Regions from separate parts of the Mus musculus genome. Here region 1 is linked to region 2. A link is a contact called in public HiChIP or PLAC-seq data. All regions are on one chromosome and are shown on one strand. The core of a region is the stretch at or near the end of the contact, and the rest is flanking DNA. Distances in the headings are between cores, read along the strand shown.

Region 1 (6,472 bases), core at 3,133-5,632, 270 kb after region 2:
TAGGGTTACACCCGCGCTGGCGTGACTTTCTCATTTTATGGAAGTACTTTCTCTCAAGGAACATTTTTGGAGTAAAGGACCCCACAACACATTTCTGCCAGCGAATGTGGGTTATATGTTTTCTAATGAGAAGCTCTGCTAGCTGTCACTCAAAAACAGGAAATGTATTCGTCGTGATTTGGAGGAACTGTAGCAAAGACAAGATTGTCTTTTTCTGCAGCTCTTCTGGACTCCTATCTCCTTCCTTTCCCATGCCACTGTGTGAAATTTCACTGAGGCGACTTATTTGCTGAAAGCCTGGGTCCCTGAGCCATGCCCCCATGCAGTCTGTCCAGCTCCGGTTCTCTCTCTTCGGGGCCATGGTCAGTTTTAAGAGTTTTAAGCACATACAATGCACCTCTCCCTCAGCCACCACAGAAACAGGCAGACTAAAGTGCCTCAGGGGAAACCACAATGTCTGTTCTCAGAGCTGGGAAAGATAAGGTTAAAACTTGCCTGACACATGGGTGGATGTGGGGAAGACCGGAAAAATCAGATTGCCTCAGAGTACAGAGCTTATAGAATTGAGGCACAGCGATTCTGAAGCTCGATTTTGAGAAGATGGAAAGTTCGGCTCCTGTCTGCAGTGTGATCAAACATGAGGATGAGGGAGGGGAGGAGCAAAGAATGTCCCTGGGTACTGAGACAAGGAGAGCGAAAGGCACGGGGGAGCGGTGCGCGCTGAGAAAAGGGAAGCCACCAGAGCTGCTATTCTGGGTGCAGGTGAGGGGAAATGGGCACCCTTTACTGGGGAGCTGGGCTTCATAGTGCAAGGCATTCAGGGCTGTGTGCAGAGATACACACAAGAGAGCCACCTGCACCTTGTGAGGACAGCGGTGGCACCTAATAAAGGTATTTTCTCATATTACTTTCTGAATAACATATATCAAAATGAATTTATTTTCGTGTTTGTCATGCACATATCAACTCTCCAGTGGATAAGAACCTCAAAATTTAGGTTCTACTTGTCAAGAAGGTGTGTTGACCCTTTGTAAACCAGCACACTTGCGCTCTCTCTCTCTCTCTCTCTCTCTCTCTCTCTGCCTAGCTTTTGAAATTGACAAGAAAAATTCTTCCTTTGGCTTCCCACCGTAGATATCAGGTCTACTTGCTTCTGGGCTCTTTGGTTTGGTTTGATTTGGTTTGGTTTGGATTGGTTCCTGGAACTGTAGACCAGGCTGGCCTGGCACTCACAGATCTGCCTACCTCAGCCTCCTGAGTGCTGGGATTAAAGGCATGCATCACCACAGCCTGTGCCTACCTCAGCCTCCTGAGTGCTGGGATTAAAGGCGTGCATCACCACAGCCTGATGCTTTCAGACTCTTACAGAACATTCATATTACAGGCCCACAAGTTCTTGTCTGCTTTTAGCGTGTAACTGAAATGCTTGAGCCTCTTGACTTTTTGACACAACAGGCACTGAGGCTGTGAATCAGAAGGGCCGAGCTCTCCATTCAAGCTGAAGTTATGTGAAATGAGAATTAGCATCAGCCTCACTGGTCAAAAGAAATCATTGGGTAATACATTTATCCGTAGCAAGAACTCACTGGTGAGATAGTGCCCATTTTCTGGGTGGTTCGCATCTGTGGTGCAGCCTAAGTTGAGGGGAAAAAAAAAAACATTCCAGAGCCTGCCACCACCTTGGTTTATGTAAATTTGCTAGGAATTTATCAAGGTCGATGGCCAAAATTAGAGATCTATCTGCTGTCTGGGTTTAATAGCAAAAGAAACATTTATATTGTATAAAAATATAAGGCCTGGCGGTGGCACGGGCCTTTAATCTAACACTCAAAGCAGGCTGGTCTCCAAGTTCAAGGCCAGCCTGGTCTACAGTGCTAGTTCCAGACAGCCAAGGCTATGCAGAGAAACCCTGTCTCAACCAACTCCCCACAAGAGTATAGCTCAAACCTGTTACATTTTTAAAGTAGGAATTTATCCAAGTTTTAAGGTAACAAAATGGTATTTTGATATCATTGTAAGCTTGTCCCACTTTATACCTTTATTAGGGCTTATCACTCTCCTAGTGCACCTGTTATGACATTTTGTCTGAGGGCACAGCTTGTTAAGCAGAGAGTTTCTGTATAGAATGCCAAAGCCAGCTTAGCGGTTGTTTGGATGGTGCGTGGTTCTGGAGGAACAAACGGTACCGTTAGGGTGGATCTGTTGTGGAGAATGGGTGGGTGGTTATGATGGGACATCATTGGCTGAATGGCCAGAGGACCCTTGTGGCTGCCTTGAAATATACACATCTAAAGCTGAGGAGGGTGGGACAGGCCTGCAGTCCTCGCCCTTGGGAAGAGGAGGCAGGAGCATCAGGACTGCTAAGGAATCTGCAGCAATGCGGTAATCGGGGCCAGCCTAGTCTACTAGAGTCCCGGACTCAAAACAACCACAAAATAACAAATAAAAACAGACTTCATGTCATATTAAGATCATTTCCATCTTTTACTTAGCAGAGTAATTCAAAAGAAAGAGGTTAGAATTTTCTGTTTAATGGAAGCCACCAGCATCAGCAACAGAACAGAGCAGAGAGCTCTAACCATGCCCTGGACATAGAGCCTCACCCAATACAAGAGCCAGAACGTCACCATTTTATAGCTAGGAAGTCAGAGTCAGAGGAATGTAACCAAATACTATGGCTTTAATAGGCTTGATTTTCCCCACAATAATGCCAGTAAATTAAAAAAAATACATACATGTGTGGGTGGGTGGGGGTCTGCTTACATACATGCTCTGCCAATCTCTTTATATACATGTTCTGCCACCCATTTGATAGCTATTTGCTATAAACTAAGCACTGGGTACAATGTCAGATGCTGAAGATCCAGAATAACTGCCCAGTCCCTTTCTTCACAGGGCACATGGCTAGTTCCACACATGCAATAGGGGCTGTGGGGAAAGTAAGCGAGGAAGGGGGTGGGGATGGATAGGAAGGCCTGTCAAGGAGAGACGGGAAGATTAGACTGCAGTTAGAGTGACTGACAGTCTGACCTCCAGCCAGCACTGGCTCCACTCTTGGACAATCTCCAATCAAAAATACGACAAAAAGAGGTTGTTTTCAAAGAGATCTGCAAAACGTACTCACAACTGTCTACCTGAATTTAATGTGTGTTTTATTAGACAGGCTTATTAGATCTCTAGGTTTGAATCCATAGGTTCAGTCCAATACATTATATAAGTAACTTGTCCCAGCATAGCATATGCTCCCAGCCCGTCAAGAACTGAGTTGGGGATTCTGTCCCAGAAGTTGCTAAGGCAGAGAGGTTTGTTCCAGAGGAAAATATACTGTTTCAATACCTCCAGTATCCCAGGCTACCCTGCCAGCAAAGAAGTACCATCTTAATCGGTTTTCTTTAAACGCTCCGATTAATGTATTTCATTACAGTTGTGTACCATTTAAGGTCTGACGTCAGTAAGCTCATCCGTACCCATGATTAAAGAGCAAACAATGTATAGAGGTCTGCAGCCAGGAGCCTCTCTCCTGACACCTCGTCTTGTGTTCACTGCCACTTTGAACATTTTTTCCCCCTGTCATTAAGAATCAAAGTGATAAAATTCAGTTGTCTACACTTTTGTACTTGAAGTCTTTCAAGTCAGAACCGTTAGCATACCTCTGTTTTTAAAGCTGCTCTCTCTATTTTTTTTCATTGTTAGCCACCAGTTAAATCTTTCTCTTGCCGGTGTATAATTAGGCTGTTTTGTTAGAAAATTAAAGAGGGATCCTGAGACACACATGGGGGAGATTTGGTTTACATATCTTATCTATGAGACGAATTCTTAAAAGAAGTAAAATCGGTGCACTAAAATTTGGATGCATTTTAAGTAATCATCAATTTGTCCTCTTTAAAAAAAAACAAAAAACAAAAAAGCAAAAAAACCTGCCAGCTTGCTCTTCTACCAACAGCACATGAAAAGTGATTTGAATGAGGTTTTGGTTTAACTACCTAAGAAGAAAATGCTCACTGGTGTGTGTCCCAGCACCGGGTTGAAAGATCCCAATCTCAGAGGCCCAGCTGGGCTGTTGGCTGGCAGAGGAGGCCCCAGGGACCTGTCTTTCAAACTGAGAACCTGCATCTTTCCCTCCACGCAAACCACACCGTGGCCTTGATTGTTGCTTTCCGGGATGATCGAGTGGTCTGGAGAGACTCCTCAACAATGCCACATCTTCTATCCGGCTGCAAAATGCTAATAGCATGCTTCCACTTCAAGCCACATTTATCTTCCTGGAAAAGCAAGGCATCCTTTAAAAAAAAAAAAAAGAGTAGTCCCGCCCAGCCTCTTTCTTTTTCCATGTGATTCTGAGCTGCTCCAGATTCTGGAATCAAAAGAGAAGCCCCACAGCTTCTCCTGAAAAATTGTGCAGCTGGAGAACGCCCGAGCCCCTCGCCTTCCTATCTGTTGGCAGAAACCTCCCAGACTGCCTCTTCCTAAATGGATGGTGCCTACACAGGTGGTTTGGCTGTTCTTTGCTCATCTCTAATGAGAGAATCAAACTTCTCTAGGGTCTGGGTTGAGGATTCTACGTCTGATTTGTTTCTAATGCGTTACACTTAGTAGGTGCTTAAGAAATACTAACCAAAGAGCGGGCAAATCTTTGTGGCCCTTTGCTCAGCTACATTAGGTTGGCAAGTGTCAATCCATAGAATATTGCAAGTTTACACGCGGCGTGCACACACATACGCACGCCTGCACGCGTGCAATGTAATTGGCTTTATAATTGGGGCAGTGGCTAACATAAAGGTGCAGAAGTTGGAGATCTCCGGAGGAACTGTGCCTTCTGTCTTCGTGCTTGCTCCAGCCTGGCTACAGGCAGATAATGGTACACAGAAGAGTGGCTCAAAACAGGGCTGACCACTTCCTCTGTGAGCCCTGCTCTCCCGACTGAAGAGACAGTGGAAGTACCTATTAAACTCCAGCAAGAAGAGAAGACTCTATCATAAGGTAGACCTCGTGCTACCACAATTTGAACCTTTGCCCTCTGTTCTGAGGAGGGAGCAACCTGTTTTCCCCTAACCATTGAAATACAGACTTTGCTTTCTAAATATAAAGATACCAAACTATTACACACTCTCCCATCCTCCCCCCCCCCAGCTTTGTGAGATTCACCCAGCATGATGATGATTTCCTCCAGAGGAGCTTTCTCTTGTCAGAAGTACAGGCACTAAAGGGATGCTGGGTATTTATCTCTGAGTATGCTTTACGTGGGAGTGAAGACTGGAAGGAACACTTGGGAAATGGCATTTGGAACCCTCTGTCTCAGTTCACACACAGCGTTACTCAGCTGGGAATTTAGCTCAATGTTAGAGAGCTTGCCTAGTTCCCACAAAATTTTCCCAGCATCCCCTGCTCTTCATTGTAAGCCAGAATCTGGAGACTTTGGTCCAATACCAGCAGACAGCCAGGATGTGGCAGAACTAGAACTTCGTGTGCCATTGAATTTGAGTCTTTCTGTCCATTGGCCAAAGCCATTCATGGGTTTTTTTTAGGTAGATTTTCCCTGACAGATGGTTTACCTGTGAACTATGAGAGCGTTTCAGTTGTCAGGGCATGTTTGTCTTCTTCTCGGTTTGGTGAGCGCAGCAGACCAAAGCAGCTACCGTGGATAGTGACTTAGGTAATGCAGCATCCAAAAGCTCTTTGCCCAGAGCAGCATTGAAGAAATGGTTCTCCAAGAAAGAATCAAGGACATGTCAGGGTCAGTCCCCTCTCACTCTGGAGTGACAGCTAGAAAAATCAGTTCCATGTAGAAGGTCACATCTTAACATCCATTTCAAAGTAGCATGAGTACATCCATCCTGGAGAGATTATAAGACCCTGAGGTGTCTATAGCTTACTGTAGGGCCTTCTCACCAACTGTGGTTCCCATACCTGCTTGCACAGATAGAGGCATGTGCACATGTGTGCTCATTTGTGTAAAGGTCAGAGAACAACCTCAAGTATCCTCCATGTTTTATTGCTGGTGATGGCTTTAAGGTTTAAGGAACAGTCTCATTGATCTGAAACTGACCAAGTAGCCTAGAAGGGCAAGCCCTCAGAAATCTGCCTGTCTCCCCTCCTCAACACTAATGGTGGAATTGCAAACGTTTCTCTTGACATGGGTTATGGGGCTCAAACTTGGATCTCTTTATCACTTAAGCTATCTCCCCAGGCCCATTTTTCTTTCAAAAATACGAAAATCTTTATGTGTGTATATAATGCCCAGTTGGATACAGGAAGTCTACTCTTGAAGGGAGCTACGTATCACTGATAAGTTTTGTGTGACTTCAGGCTTTCCCCTCTGCTGGGCCAGGAAGTGATTCGGGAACAATTCTGCGGTGCCCCTTGTTAACTGAAGCATCCTAGCACACATTCACACCATCTAAGATGTTAAACATATTTGACCAGCCTACATGCCAATCCTTGGTGCCATACGTGACTCAGAACGCCTAATACT
Region 2 (7,328 bases), core at 349-2,848:
GGCTTAGATGAAGAGGCAATTAATTGGCTCACAGGACAGCTCAGAATCTGAGTCTCTTGAGCATACTGGACCCCCAATTCTCTTGCATAAAATGTCACCAACACTATCTTCCCACTTAGAATTGCCAAAGCAAAGCCAGAATCTGGAGAGTCCGGTCCCCAACTCGGCTACTTGCCAACCAGGTTAGTCTGGTAAATGTCATCTCTATAAGTAAAAAGCCATTACCACCCAAACATCGGGTCTTAGTTCACAGTGTTTCCCTACAGGGTTTGTTGTGCTTCTCAATAGTAAGGGATCAGCATGAGGAGCTAAGGAAAAAAAAAAATCAAATGTTGACTACAGAATTCATTGAAGGCTGAGGCTGTAGCTCATTGACACAACGCCAACCCAGCATACGCAAAGCCATGGGTTCCGTGCCCAGGTCCCTCCACAAGAGGGACTACGTTGAGTATCATTATTAGTAGATATCACATGTAACTAACTCCCAAATCCCCACTACAACAGTCCGCAGGTGGGGCTCCTCTCAGCCAGCTGTGTCACAGCACCAAGGTCTCGGGTGATTCATGGTTTTATTGGTGTTCATGGTCCTCCTAGGAGACTACCCATCTTCCTGGCTGCCAGCCCCCCCTCACTGAAGAAGGTGGTTTTATTTCACATTGTGCCTGCAGAGATGTCACCGGCCATGCCTAATTGAGTCCCACGTGCCCTTTATATTTAAGTTCCATCATTAGTTCACAGACAATAAAAGAGAAGAAAGCGCTGTAATAAGACCGAGGTAGAGGTGGTAGTTTTGACAGTTGGATGGAGAAGTCACCTCAGTATAACCAGAGTCAGTGGGTATCCATACAACCCGAGATTCTGTCATTCTAACAAATGGCCCGGGCATTGCTAGGGTGCCCTTGCCTGGACTAACAAAGCTGTAAAATACTTGATTTGTTTTTTGTGAGGCCGCTATGTAATAGTAAACCTTTTTCTCAGAAAGACTATTCATTTCACACATAACAATCAGGACGGTACGAGCTCTGGGTCCCTCGCCTACCTGAACACACTGTAAGTTTTCCTGTCAGTGCGAACCCTCCAAGATGATCTTGCTGAAGACATTTTACACGGCCATTAAACCCGACATGTGGGGTAGAAACAAAACTCAAAATCCTGAGGAAGAAATGACAATGACAGTAGCTGTGGACAAGTTTGCGCACGCAGGCATTGACAAGTGAGCCGCGCGCGTGCCTTAGGGTCACATGCATGCCGGGAGGGTAGATGGGGGCGAGGGGTGGGGGTGTGGTGGACAAAAACTGTAAAATGCTCAAGATTAGAGGGTGGATTCCAATTTTAGATCAGGCATGTGAAGAGGTAATTTAGAGGTAATTTAGCATTTTCGAATCAATGCTAAATGCAAAGTCATTCCGTCTTTCTGATTCCTGGGCTTCCTCCTTTCCTGCTTCGTTCTCAACTTGAAGTATCAGGGACCGATTGTACCGCTGGAAGGTGGGGAACTGGCTTTGGGTTTTAGGCAGTGAATTACGTGCCCCACCCTGCTCTCTCCAGATTCCTGCCTGAGTCATCCCTACAGCTCTCACCTCCCAGCTCCTTGGAGGTTCTCTGCCCTGAGGATGCCAGTCACTTTCCAGTCAGGCCACTTAATCAGCTTTCTCAGAAGCCCCAGTGTTATAATTCTTCCTGGATTCTTCCCTGGCATGGCAGTGTCTTCCTTGCAAAGTGGGTGTCCTGCTGGGATGCTTGTTGCTTTAGTAATGTGCTAAGCCTGGCACATGGTGGTCGTCTGGAGAATGTCTACAGAGTGCTCTGCAGTGATAAGCCACCCCTGGAATCCTCCAGTGAGAGAGGATGTCTGGTTTTGAGGAGACAGAATTGCACCATTGCATCACACAGCTGGGGGAAGGGAAGGTGGCCGAGCAGTTCCCACTAGTTATACCAGGAGGTTTTCTCACCGTGGGCCACATGATCACCATTTGACCTGGAACACGGTGTCATTGGAAAGAGGAGACAGGATAAATAAACATACAAAGAATTTAAACCACAGTTCCCAAAATATTTTCTGGGCAGAAACATTTCATTTTCCAGGGTTCCCTCCCTCCTCCCAATTGTTTTATTGTACTAAAACAGAGAGATAACATTTATTATTGAAACCATTTTTAAATAAACGGTTCAGTGATGCTAAAAATATTCATAATGTTGTGTAACCACGGTGGCTACCCACCTTCATAAGGTTTCTCATCTGATAAAACTGATGTTCAAACGCCACTAATAATAACCCCCTGGTTTCCTCTTCCATCCCTGGTGAACATCTTTACACTGTCTGTGTAATTGTCTTCCCCAATAGAAAAAAAAGGTTTTAATTTGGAGATCTGTACCACTGAACATTTATTAGAAGTTGGGAGATTGACATGAAATAATTGTTCCTACTTAATCTGGTGCAGTGTGACATTTTAGCATTTTTGGCATGCATTGAATAAACACTGATCTAATCAAGGTAATTAATACCTCCCTGTCCTTATCATTTATTTATCTTTGGAAACCTGGAGCTCCTCCTTCTAGGGATTTTAGTATGCACCCCCTCCATGACTCTGCCTGTCCTGTTAGACAAGCACACACCTGCTTTTATCTCAATGGTTCTCAGCCTTCCTAATGCTATGACCCTTAAATACACTTCTTCATATTATCGTGATCCCCAACCATAAAATCATTTTTGTTGCTGTATCATAACTGTAATTTTGCTACTGTTATGAGTCCTAATGCAAATGTTTTTGAAGATAGAGGTTTGCCACAGGGGTCTCGACCCACAGGTTGAGAACTACTCTTTTATCTCTTCCTGAGCTCTGTCGTAAAACTTGGACAGAAAGCATTCAAACAATTCTGGGGTCAGATGCCTTATAGAGTCTCTTTGCTGTATAAACTTGGGTCATCATCATCACTGTGAATCTTAATGAGGCTAACATTTATAGCTAGCGATCCCCTATCTGGCTACAGCTGTTTCCCTAGAATATTTTAAGAAATATGCTGTTCTGTTTCAGTGTGTTCCACGACGTCTACACATGTACTAGATGGCTATGACTCCTCCCACATTGCATATGGGTGTCACACTTTTTGACATTTGTCCCACTTGGGAATTGTTTCGTGGTGACTTTAGCTTGCTAGTGGATGACTATGAAACAGTTTCTTCCAGCTTACCAAGTAGAGCAGGTTGGTTTGTGTTTTGTGTCCCTGTTGAATGATTCTTGTGGAGATGAATAATGGGAAAATATAGCAAGATGAGAGCAAGTCAACTGGACAAAGAAAGGGATTAGATGTGACGAAGCATTTGCAATTCTGCACATACGGGTTATAGGGTTCAATGAGGTTGAAGAATTGATGTAGGTTGGTTTGAAACTTTAAGACATTGTTGGATTGTTGGACTACTACATTAGAGATTCAGAGGAAGAAGAGAAACCCAATAAAAAGCTTTGTTAGAAAATACAGAGTAGCCTGGCAGTTGTGGCTGTTCCTTTACAAACCTGTCTATCCCCCCACCCCCACCCCAAGAGAAAAGAAAAAAAAAGGGAAAGGAAAGAAAATACATTGAGTTATAATTAAACCTTTTGAATAGCATTTGCATAGATATGAAGTACCCAAGCTGACTAGCTGACTCCCCTTCCTTCCTCCCTCCCCCCAACCCCCTCCCTCCCTCCCTTCTTATTTTTTTAAGTTTTGCTATATGACCCAAGCTAGCATTTAACTTTTACTGCTCCTGTCTTAGCTCCTTCCTCACTGGAATCACAGGTGTAGATCACCGTCCCTAGCTCTGGACCGTCTTTTCTAACACGTGGTTCCAGGTAGGATGAATGACACTAGACTTATTTTAGTCATCTAAAACATTTTCTGTAGTGTATTTATTTAAAATATTTTAGAATAAATAATAGGGTAAAATCTAATGTTTAATACTTGAATACTTAAAATATCATTTCATTTATTGCATTTAATATGTTAATTAAGTACATTAGATTTTGCAATGTGACAAATTGCTACAGACATAGATACTTAGGCATCACCATTGCTCATGTACGGTTCTGTAAGTCGGAAGTCCAGGCAAGGCCCAGCTGGTTCTTGAGCTTGGCCTTAAATGAATTTGAGTCAAGATGGCAGCCAGAGCTGACTTTTGTGAGATTCAGCGAGTCTGTCTAGCTTCAAATTTCTCTAACATAACTTAAAGCGTTCATCTGATTACGTCAGGTTCATCTAGAATAGTCTTTCTATTGATTAACTTAAGGTTAACTCAGTAGGACTCTTAATTGCATCTTCAAATTCTCCTCTGCCATAAAAAAAAAAATCATAATGTGATATGGCATCATAGTCACAAATCTTGCTCACACTCAGGGAGAGATGACTACGCAGCACTCTACCCAAGGGGCAGAATTTGGGCCTGTGGTAGAGTTCTATCTATCTCCCAGATGAAGTAAACATATATTTAGCAATTTGAGATCTCTGTGAGGTAAAATATCAGAAGGCAAGTCAAGACAGGACACCAAAATAAACCTAGCAACTCCAAGCAAGAAGAAGGCTCAGAGTAGGATAATTAAAAGCCAAGGGTGTAAGTCACAATGTAGCGCTGTACAGGGCTCTCAGGTATAGTGTTGTGAGGTTTATCTTCCTGGAGCAATATTTGGTCTGGGGTAGATTATTTACCCCTACTGAGTAATGTATTCTATGGGTATTATTTGTACTGTGCCCCCTGAAATTTTTGATTTTTTTTTCCAGATAGACTAGTTGGGAGTGGAGATAGCCTTCTTGATTCCTGATGAGCAATGGCTGCTGTTATCTAACCTAATCCTCTCAGAGCTTGTGCAGAATCCTCACATGCTTGAAGACTCATCTGGTGCACGGGAACTCTTCACATCTCCATGGTCCTGTCTGCGCACCCGTCTCTTCTCTGAGTGTCTTTTTCCAGAAACTGCCTGGTCTTTTAGACTCTCATTTCCATTTCCGTGTCGTAGGGAGTCCACCCACCTCTGCCTGGGTTTCTCTTTCAGGACAGAGCCTAGTCTCATCTCATCTGCTTCTCATCTCTGTTATAGTGACCATTTCATTAAGATTCTTGTCTCATATCGTTTGTATTTTCTGTCTCTGTGTGTTCATTTCTGACAAAGGTAAAAATCTGTTCCCGGTGCTCTCTCCTGGGCAGATGCAGTTCTTCATGCAATATATCCTTGCATGCATTTCAAATGATCCCGCAGTCTCTGACTGACAGGCAAATGAGGTCCTAGGAGGCTGAAGATGGAAGCCCATGGCTAGACTGTCTCTGTGCATGATGTGAGCCCTGGTGGGAGGGCACACAGTCCTCATTTCTTACAGAGATTCTAACAGCATCTTTCCAGCATAGAGCATTACTCGGGGATAATTGCATTATAACCACTGATGGAAATTATAATCGCAATTATGCCAATTTCTCTATTTGCTGCCCAGGGTTGCAAGCACTTGAGCAATTAGAATTTATTAAGTATAGCCACTTAACCATAGCTCTGCTTTAAGAACACCACCTCATAGAGTATTTACTTAAAAAGAAATGTTCAAGGAGGGCATATGTTCTTATAAAAGGCTTTTTGTCTGTTTTTCTGAGACAGAACAAGAAAGGAAAACATGCCTTGCATCTGTTCTGACCCATCTACCAGATAGCCAAGCCTCTGAGAAGCTCCTGAGAAAGGATTTTAGAGAATGTTTTCTGAGGAACTGCCTTAGGCCTGGCCCAGAGGTCTCATAGGAACAGCTCATATCCTGCATGGCAGCAAATCAGAGAGTTGGTCACATGAGAAGACAGTGGAAACAATTCGGACAGGAACTTAGGCCATATACAGGGCCTCTTTCTCTATACTGTTCCAAGTTATAGCATTATAATTTGGAGAACCATAAAAAGCCGATACTTCAAATGGGTGTAGAGCTAAATGAGGCAGATTCAGATATTTACATTATTGTCACCAGTAAAATGAAACGCGGAAGGCTACTGGCTTGTCCCAAGTCCTTATATTTCTCTGACCCTAACCTTCAGGCATTCCAAAGTCCAGAACTTCATGGGAGCCTGAGCTTTCCAGGAGCCGGCTGTGGTGCTCATCAAGACCCCCATACAGGAGGCTAGCTAGGGTATCAATGAGTGGTCCACAGAGGAGGCTAGCATATCTCTTAGCTGTCCACAGTGGAGGCTTGTATATCTATCAGTGGTCCACAGAGGAGGCTAGCATCTCTGGGTTGTCAGTGATGCACTTTTCTCTGGCCCATTTCTTTAAGGCCTGGTGCCCCTGGCTACTCTACAGTAAGGGATTTGTGCATCGTGCTGTGGGGTTCAGGTGGGAGATGCAGTGACATGGAGGAGGAGCTCTTAAGGCTCTTACTGGTGTTTCTTTTTGTGATGCTTTTTATTTTCTCTAAACTTTGGTTGTTGTTGTTGTTGCTGCTTGAGAATTCCATGCATGTATATGTATTTTGACAAATCCTCACCCACTTTCCCTTCCCTCCAATCCTTCCCCAACCCACCTCTACTACTACTTTCCCAACCCACACATTGGTGCTTTGTTTGTCTGTTTGTTAAAACTCACTGAGTCCATTTAATGCTGTCAGTATATGTGAGGGTGTAGGGTTATATACTGGAGCATGGGTAGCTTTTTGACAGCTGCATCACTAAAGAAAATTGCCTGTCCCTGCCCCTGTCCCTCCCCCCTCTCCCTCTTCCTCCTCTCTCCCCTCTCCTTCCCCCTCCGTCCTGATCAACTTCCCTCCATCCCCACCCCACTTCATAAGCACCAAACCAAACACATTCCTTGTGGGATCCAGTCTGGTTTGATCTTGTGCTAGTATTTCCCGTGCACTCACAGCTGCTGAAGCCTGTGTGTTACAGCCTTGTCATATCTGGAGAACAACGTTTTGCCAGATGTCCACTACCTCTGGCTCTCAGTCATTCTGCCCCTTCTTCCACGATGAGTCATAAGTCTTGGGAGCACAGGGCGTGACACAGATGTTCCATTTAGGGCTGAGCTTTCCATAGTCCTTTATTTTTCTATATGTTGACCAGTCGTGCATCTCTGTTAAGTAGCCATCTACTGCAGAAAGAAAGCATCAGGATGAGGGAGGGACGAGAGATGCACAAGCCTATGGGTATAAGGTTAGGTCCCTAGCAGGGAGACTTCATACTCTGTCTACTTAGCAGAGTAAGAAGAATAGGTTCTTCCTCAGAGTTTATGACCCACCTACCGAATCTTGGCCCAGTTAACAGTACCAGCCATGGGTTCCATTCTGTGGAACAGGGCTTTCAACCCAACCAGAAAATGGTTGGTTGCTCCCAT

Evidence for each region. HiChIP or PLAC-seq counts read pairs in DNA pulled down with a chosen protein or histone mark.
Region 1: an H3K27ac HiChIP or PLAC-seq map of SST interneurons shows a contact between it and region 2, with 8 times the contacts expected there. The contact joins two enhancer-like sites. A contact is called at or near these places in 3 of 484 Hi-C or Micro-C datasets (embryonic fibroblasts, nephron progenitors and uterus), 18 of 115 datasets of contacts at active chromatin or transcription factors (SST interneurons, T-cell acute lymphoblastic leukemia, astrocytes and 12 more) and 1 of 9 other capture datasets (embryonic stem cells).

What each region holds. Positions count from the first base shown.
Region 1 is chr8:36,130,024-36,136,495 of GRCm38.p6, forward strand. The region is part of intron 4 of Prag1 (PEAK1 related kinase activating pseudokinase 1); the gene reads left to right. Among named protein-coding and RNA genes, the nearest start is that of Gm38414, 23 kb to the right of the region's middle. Within about 2 kb of position 4,383, at least 19 of the 459 cell types and tissues checked have an H3K27ac peak or open chromatin away from gene starts, as enhancers often do. A contact at or near this core is called in SST interneurons, where this site is marked.
Region 2 is chr8:35,864,328-35,871,655 of GRCm38.p6, forward strand. 5430403N17Rik (RIKEN cDNA 5430403N17 gene) reads right to left here. Exons shown (of 3, transcript NR_046181.1): 2 at 6,859-7,085; 3 at 1-1,978. Among named protein-coding and RNA genes, the nearest start is that of 5430403N17Rik, 15 kb to the right of the region's middle. Within about 2 kb of position 1,599, at least 62 of the 459 cell types and tissues checked have an H3K27ac peak or open chromatin away from gene starts, as enhancers often do. A contact at or near this core is called in SST interneurons, where this site is marked.